Regions from separate parts of the Mus musculus genome. Here region 1 is linked to region 2. Evidence: chromatin contacts called from public Hi-C data. All regions are on one chromosome and are shown on one strand. Each heading gives the region's core, a stretch centred on a gene start, on an enhancer-like site or on the middle of the called end of the contact. The rest is flanking DNA. Distances are from core to core; before and after follow the strand shown.

The links. Hi-C and Micro-C count contacts between places; a contact is called where the count stands out from the background.
Region 1: a contact with region 2 is called in a Hi-C map of muscle stem cells, with 1.8 times the contacts expected there. The contact joins two enhancer-like sites. A contact is called at or near these places in 3 of 484 Hi-C or Micro-C datasets (cerebral cortex, cortical neurons and muscle stem cells), 2 of 115 datasets of contacts at active chromatin or transcription factors (embryonic stem cells and pancreatic cancer cells) and 1 of 9 other capture datasets (pancreatic islet).

The regions. Positions count from the first base shown.
Region 1 is chr12:104,991,665-104,994,656 of GRCm38.p6, reverse strand. The region is part of intron 2 of Syne3 (spectrin repeat containing, nuclear envelope family member 3); the gene reads left to right. Among named protein-coding and RNA genes, the nearest start is that of Syne3, 5.5 kb to the left of the region's middle. Within about 2 kb of position 1,661, at least 97 of the 459 cell types and tissues checked have an H3K27ac peak or open chromatin away from gene starts, as enhancers often do. A contact at or near this core is called in muscle stem cells, where this site is marked.
Region 2 is chr12:104,820,812-104,824,194 of GRCm38.p6, reverse strand. All of the region lies in intron 1 of Clmn (calmin), which reads left to right. Among named protein-coding and RNA genes, the nearest start is that of Clmn, 43 kb to the left of the region's middle. Within about 2 kb of position 1,279, at least 11 of the 459 cell types and tissues checked have an H3K27ac peak or open chromatin away from gene starts, as enhancers often do. A contact at or near this core is called in muscle stem cells, where this site is marked.

The sequences.
Region 1 (2,992 bases), core at 412-2,911, 170 kb before region 2:
GCTAGGGAGGCAGGGAAAGAGAAGGGGTCCGTCCACGGGAGCAGAGGCAAGCTAGGCTGAGCCTGGGAGCTGCATGGGTTCCTGCGACAAGCAGCCAGTGTTGGAAGGCAGGCGGTGGGAAGCCGGTGAGCAGCGCAGAGCAGAGCGGCTTTGAGCAACCCAGGCTCCTTGCCATGAGGTTGTTGGAGGACTCCGTGCTAAAAGACTCAGGCTCACACGCTCTGGAGGATTCTCCGAGAAACTAGTGGAGGTGTCCTGGTGTGTCCTTCCCCCATCCCCATCATGTGCTTCTCCAGTCTTTCCCTTATCCCCCCACAACCTGGCCCTCCCATTGTTAAATCAGTTAAACCCAAGTGCTTTGGGCTGTTTTATAGGACCCGAGAACTGGTGAAGATGTTTTCCTCAGATTGAATATGAAGCCACCCACCTTACACATAAGGAAATGCAGGAGCAGAGAGGTCAATACCCTGAGGCTGTACAGCCAGTAGATGAGGAAGCCAGACTTAGTTGTCACTCGGAGGACTTGGAAGCCAATCTGAGGTTCAGGACAGTGAATAGTGAATATTATACTTGACTCCTCTCCTCTCCTCTCCTCTCCTCTCCTCTCCTCTCCTCTCCTCTCCTCTCCTCTCCTCTCCTCTCCTCTCCTCTCCTCCTCCTCCTTTTCTTTTTCTCTTTGTTTGTTTGTTCCTTTTGTTTTTCAAGACAAGGTTTCCTACCTGTCCTGAAACTCCCCCTGTGACTAGGATAATCCTCCTGCCTCTGCCTCCCCAGAGCTGGGATTAAAGGCAGGCACTGCCACCACCACCACTGCCAATGTTTAACAAATAAGAAACGGGGCTGGGGAGGTGGCTTAGCCCTGTGCTCTTTACTGAGTACTGAGTTCCCACTCCCAGCGCCCATGTCAGAGGCTCATCACCATCGCCAGGGCACCCGAGGCTTTTTTCTGGTGTCTCTGGTTAAAATTTGCACTCACATACACAGAGCCAGAAACACCCAGATCTTCTGCACGTAATTAAATTAAAAATTAAATCAAAGTACCCCTTGCTCCTATCACTTTAAGCAAATTATTTTTACTATTATTCTCTCTCTCTCTCTCTCTCTCTCTCTCTCTCTATCTATCTATCTCTATCTCTATCTCTATCTCTGTTTTCGAGACAGGGTTTCTCTGTATAGCTCCAGGTGTCCTGGAACTCACTCTGTAGACCAGGCTGGCCTTGAACTCAAAAATCCACCTGCCTCTGCCTTCCAAGTGCTGGGATTAAAGGCGTGCGCCACCACTGCCCAGCTTTATTTACCATTATTCTTATTTGAGAAGAGGTGTCATATAGCCGAGACTGGCCTTGGTATTCTTTTGTGGCCAAGGATGACCCTAGTGCCAGGCACTCAGGCTCATACTGCCAGCCTGAATGTGCTCTGAGGATCCCTTTGCGCTGTTTCCCATATTTCTTTCCATCTCCGTGTTTTTCTGACACAGTTAGGATGTGCACAGTAGGACTGACAAATGGTGTCACCTGCTCTTGCCAATCAGATATTGTTGGGACAGAGACAGCTCCTTCAGGGATCATCTTGCAGCTGCCCTCACACTCCCATGGGAGGTTTGAGAAACAGTGACAGAGACCATGTGGTCACAGAGTGTGTTCCCTGTCTGACCCTTTCCAGGAAAGCCTGCTGGCTGGCTCCCAGTGTTGGAGCACACGGTTCGGCAGCCTGTGCTGTTCCTTCAGCCCTGGCCCCAGTGTCAGTCATCATACTTCTCACGGCAGACGGCCCAGAATATTCCACGGGATGGATGCTGCTTGTTTTCATTTGGCGTTCTCTTTTTGCTGGACTGCTCTATCGCACCTCTGTTTTCCCCTTTCAGCCAGGCAGACATTCGGGGTGTGTATTATTTAAGACACAAAGCACCCACTATGTGCCCGCAAGGCACGGGGTTAAGCACTTTACCAATGTTTATCCTCAGGTCACAGTAAGGACTCTGTAGTTGGAGGTGTGATGTCCATTGGCTGATGCTGTGTTAAGCATGCTGGCCGAGCTCTCCTGCTCTGATCAGCTAGCCGTGTGGAGTGTCCTGGGGGAAGCAGCCTTCGAGAACCCCATGTGCAAGGCAAACCCAGGCTGTGACTCACAGGCACTGTCCTGCTCCACCCAGCAGCCCACATCACCCAGATTTAGCTCTGCTGTAATCTTTAGGTCTAATCTTTGACAACGGGCTGTTTGGCCCGAGTGACCACAAATGCTGTTTTGTTCATTAAAATGGCACTGAAAATGGCCCGTTCTATATTGAAGGCCAAACCCAGCAGTGCCTAGGAGTCTACAATGGCTTAGCTCCAAAGGGCTCTGTCTACTTGCCAACCAGAGGGGCCTGGAGCTCACCAGTAGTTAAGCAAATGATAAACCCACACATCCAGTTAGACGGAGAAATCAGAACACAGTGAGCATGACTGTCCAGGAATCAGGAAAGCCTAGGAGAGCTCAAGGTATCTACAGAGCAGTCGGGGCCATTTCTAGCAGTTACTAAAAGTAGGGATTCCTGTGTCAGGCTTGTTAGCTTTCCCTGGGTCATAAGCCTTAGTGAGGTTCATGAGAGTTTCGTATATACTCCCTGGGAGAAAAAGACATGCCAAAATGTCTTATGTATAGTGACCGCTGTACTGTACACATGTACCTGTACCTGGTGGCCCTTCCAGGGGCCCAACAATGATCCACTTTGGAAAGCGACATTAGTGAGCACTATTTATTTATTTATTATGTATACAGTGTTCTGCCTGCATGTGGGCCAGAAGAGGGTACCAACCAGATAACCAGATCTCTCTCTTTCTCTCTCTCTCTCTCTCTCTCTCTCTCTCTCTCTTGAGACAGGGTTTTTCTGTATAGCCCTGGCTGTCCTGGAACTCACTTTGTAGACCAGGCTGGCCTCGAACTCAGAAATCTGTCTGCCTCTGCCTCCCAAGTGCTGGGATTAAAGGTGTGCACCACCACCGCCCAGTTC
Region 2 (3,383 bases), core at 30-2,529:
ACGAAATGTGTAGGAATACCTAAAGCCAGAGCAGCAGGCTTTCAGGAGCACCACTGGTCTGAACAGGAAATGCACCTGAAACTGAGTCTGAACCTCATCCTAACAGAACAGAGTCAGGAGTTAGCTGGATCTCCTAGAGGCTTCTTACAGACAGAAATGTGCTTTAACCAGTCCCTAATGTGCGCTATGCTGAAGTTACCCATGATGCATCTGTGACACTGGAGGCAAACTTGTTTTTGATGAACATGTCTCCGCCTACTGTGATAGCTACCTAGTGTGTGCTGGGCACTGCTCAGTCTTCAGGCGACCGTGAGTCACCGTGCTAGATCTGTCCAGCGTACCCATGTGTTTCACTGAGAAGGAGAGGACAGTTGTGACAGTCACCCATCACCTGGATGGGCACAAAAGCTCCTGCCCAAGGCTTAGCTGACGGTGGTGCTGGGAAGGGGGTTTTCAGGCCCTCTTATGAGACTGAGTCTACCGTATGATGTCACCATGCAGAGTCCCAGGCTCGTCTCATAGTGTGGCTTTGGGTCTTGCACATGCCTGGGCCTGGGTAGCTGTATTAACTGTCAGCCAGGTCATTCTCGGATGTAACAGGACGAGACGAGGTGAGACTGCCCTCAGTTTCCCACCTGCCAGTGAGCATCCTGTCCATCCTTGTCATGGTGGTGGGTGAAATACATGACATGACATTTCCGTAGGGAGAATTGTCACCTCCAAGCTGACCTCAGCCTGTAGATGTCACAAGGATTATGCAGGGTGCCCAGGCCATGGAGTTAAATTGTGTGTACTCTTGCTCCCTAGTGGTGAGTCTTGGGTAGGTCCCAGCCTGAAGAAGTGAGCATTGTGGCTTTCATTTTTCAGATGTGGTACCCAGGCACCCACTAGGTCCCATCTGTCACTCAGGGCAGCGGAGAGTCCCATCCTTAGCTCCTTTCTTCTCTCCGATCCTAGTGGTTGTGGTTTCTGTAGGTGTGCTCCCTGGGGAAGTTTGTGTCCGGGATTGGGCTAGAGTTAACCAGATTGTCCTGGTTCAGAGCAATCTCCACACACCACCCTCATTTCTGACCCGACAGAGAGGTTCCTGGCATCAGCCTCAGCTAACAAATGCTTTTAGAAGGACTGAAAGTTCCACCTCACTGCCCTGATTCCTCACAGGGAAGGGAGAAAGTTCCATCGAGCCAAAGTGACGTCATGGAACAGACACAGGGAGGAGCCCAACAGAGGTCTGCCTTGTCTCTTCCTATGAGGCAGGTATACTGTACTTCTGCCATCGACATGTGACAGCAGAGTAGGGAGCAGGGAAGGGTCACTGGAGGTTATCAGGGCATTGCCTCTAAGGCTTGCTTGACAGACTGACTGTCACTCCAGACCCACCAAGACTATGACACAAAGCCTCCATCCTTGTGCATATAGTTGATCTTTCTGGAATGGCCAGTCGCCCTATGTGTGATCAGCCACCCAAAGCAAGAACTTGTCATTGGATGTGACTAAGATTAGCCAGGGTGGAGGCCCAGCTTCTCTTCAAGAAATACCCACTTCTTCACCACCCAGATAGGTTGAAGGGATGGCCTTTGGTTGGATGGTGGCTACACAGGCAATGGCTAGGCCCAGGGCTGGGCCAGTCACTCTCCATATTCAGCTGTGTGCCTATTCTGAGCCATTTGCAGGCACCAGCTCTCATTCTCTGTCCCTCTGACTATTCCCTGATGTTCCGGGGCTATCATTAGCACTGCCAGGACCCAGAGGGGAAGCAACCTGCCAACCATCACAGAGCCAGCCAGGGGTGGCAGCTGGGCCACCCTGTTCCAGAATGCCCGCTCTTTTGACCCCTTTCTCACACCTGCCTGATTTGCTTGTTAAACTTTAAAAAACATTAATTAGTGGCCGCTGCCACGTCAGATGGCCTGCTCAGCACCCCTGGAGTTCCTTCGGTAATTTCCGGTCTCTCGGAGAAAGAAGGACCACCCTGAGTCCACAGGTCTTAGGTCTCATGGCCATCGTTGCCTAGGGCTTGAAGGAGGAGAAATGAGGCCAGAGAACAGGCTGGAGGGAAGTTATTTTTCAATCAAGTTGGGCTTTGCCTTGCTAATCCTTCTCCTCTGCAGGGGCCAAGGGCAGACAGCTCTTCCCAGCATGGGGACAGCTTTGGCCCTGAGATTGGGACCTCCCCCCCCCCAATCTGCAATAAACAGAAGAATGTGTCTCAAAAGACACCCAGCTGCTCCTAATGAAACTAAGAGCTGAGAAGTGGAGAGAGGGAGAGAGAAAGAGAGGGAGAGACAGAGACAGAGACAGAGAGACTGACTGTCAGCCAGGAAAAGCCCAAGATCCTCTGGGTGACACCAATCCCTCCAACAACTGGGAATCTGTTCAAGACCTTTTGAATGGAGTTTTTCCCTGTGTGGGCCTGGGCACTAAGTTCCCTTGCAGGTCCCAGTCTCAGGTTCTTCCTATGTGATGTGGAGATCATAACATACATCTCAGAAATGCATATGCACATGGCGTGCTGAAAACACATGTTCCACACATGCCTTCACAGTACACACAACTTAAACACGTGTTCTGGGTTCCGTACCCGAGGCTCTTAGAGGATTTGAAGTTTACATTCAAGGTCCTCTTTATCATAGATGTGTTCTGTTTATGAAAATGAAGGTATTCCAAACCAAAGAAGCTTGGAGCAAATGTGTTTTAAAGAGTGCAGAGACTGGGCTGGCTCAGGGGGCAAAGGCCTTGATATTGTCAGCGTGAAAACCCAAATTCAATCTATCAGAACCCACATTTTACAAAAAAAAAAGAAAACCCAAAAAAAAACCAAAAAAAAAACTCGACAGGTATGGTAGTGTGCGTTTGTCATCCCTGCGTTGAGATAGAGAGAGATGGGATCCCCGGGTCCTCACTGGCCAGCCTGGCCATATTGTCAAGTCCCAGGTAGAAAGTGAGAGACCTGTCTTAAACAACAACAACACCCAAACCCCAAAAAACAAGGTACAACACCTGATGTTGAACCCTGGCTGCCACACATGTGCACATACGCATGTGCACCAATGCATACACATATATACACGCATACACATATACATGTGCACCAATGCTCAAACATGAATACACATATACACATATGCATGCCCACCAATGCACACACAGGTATACACACATACACATATTCATGTGCACCAGTGCTCAAACATGTGTACACGCAAACACATATGCATGCATACCAATGCACGCACATGTATACATACATATATACATACACACACACACACTGTTTCTTTTAAAAAACAGTGAAAAGCCTCCTCGAGTAGAAGTCAAGTCCCGTTTTACTCTATATATTTTACTGGCTCTGAGACAAGAGTCATTTCCCAGTGGAATAATGA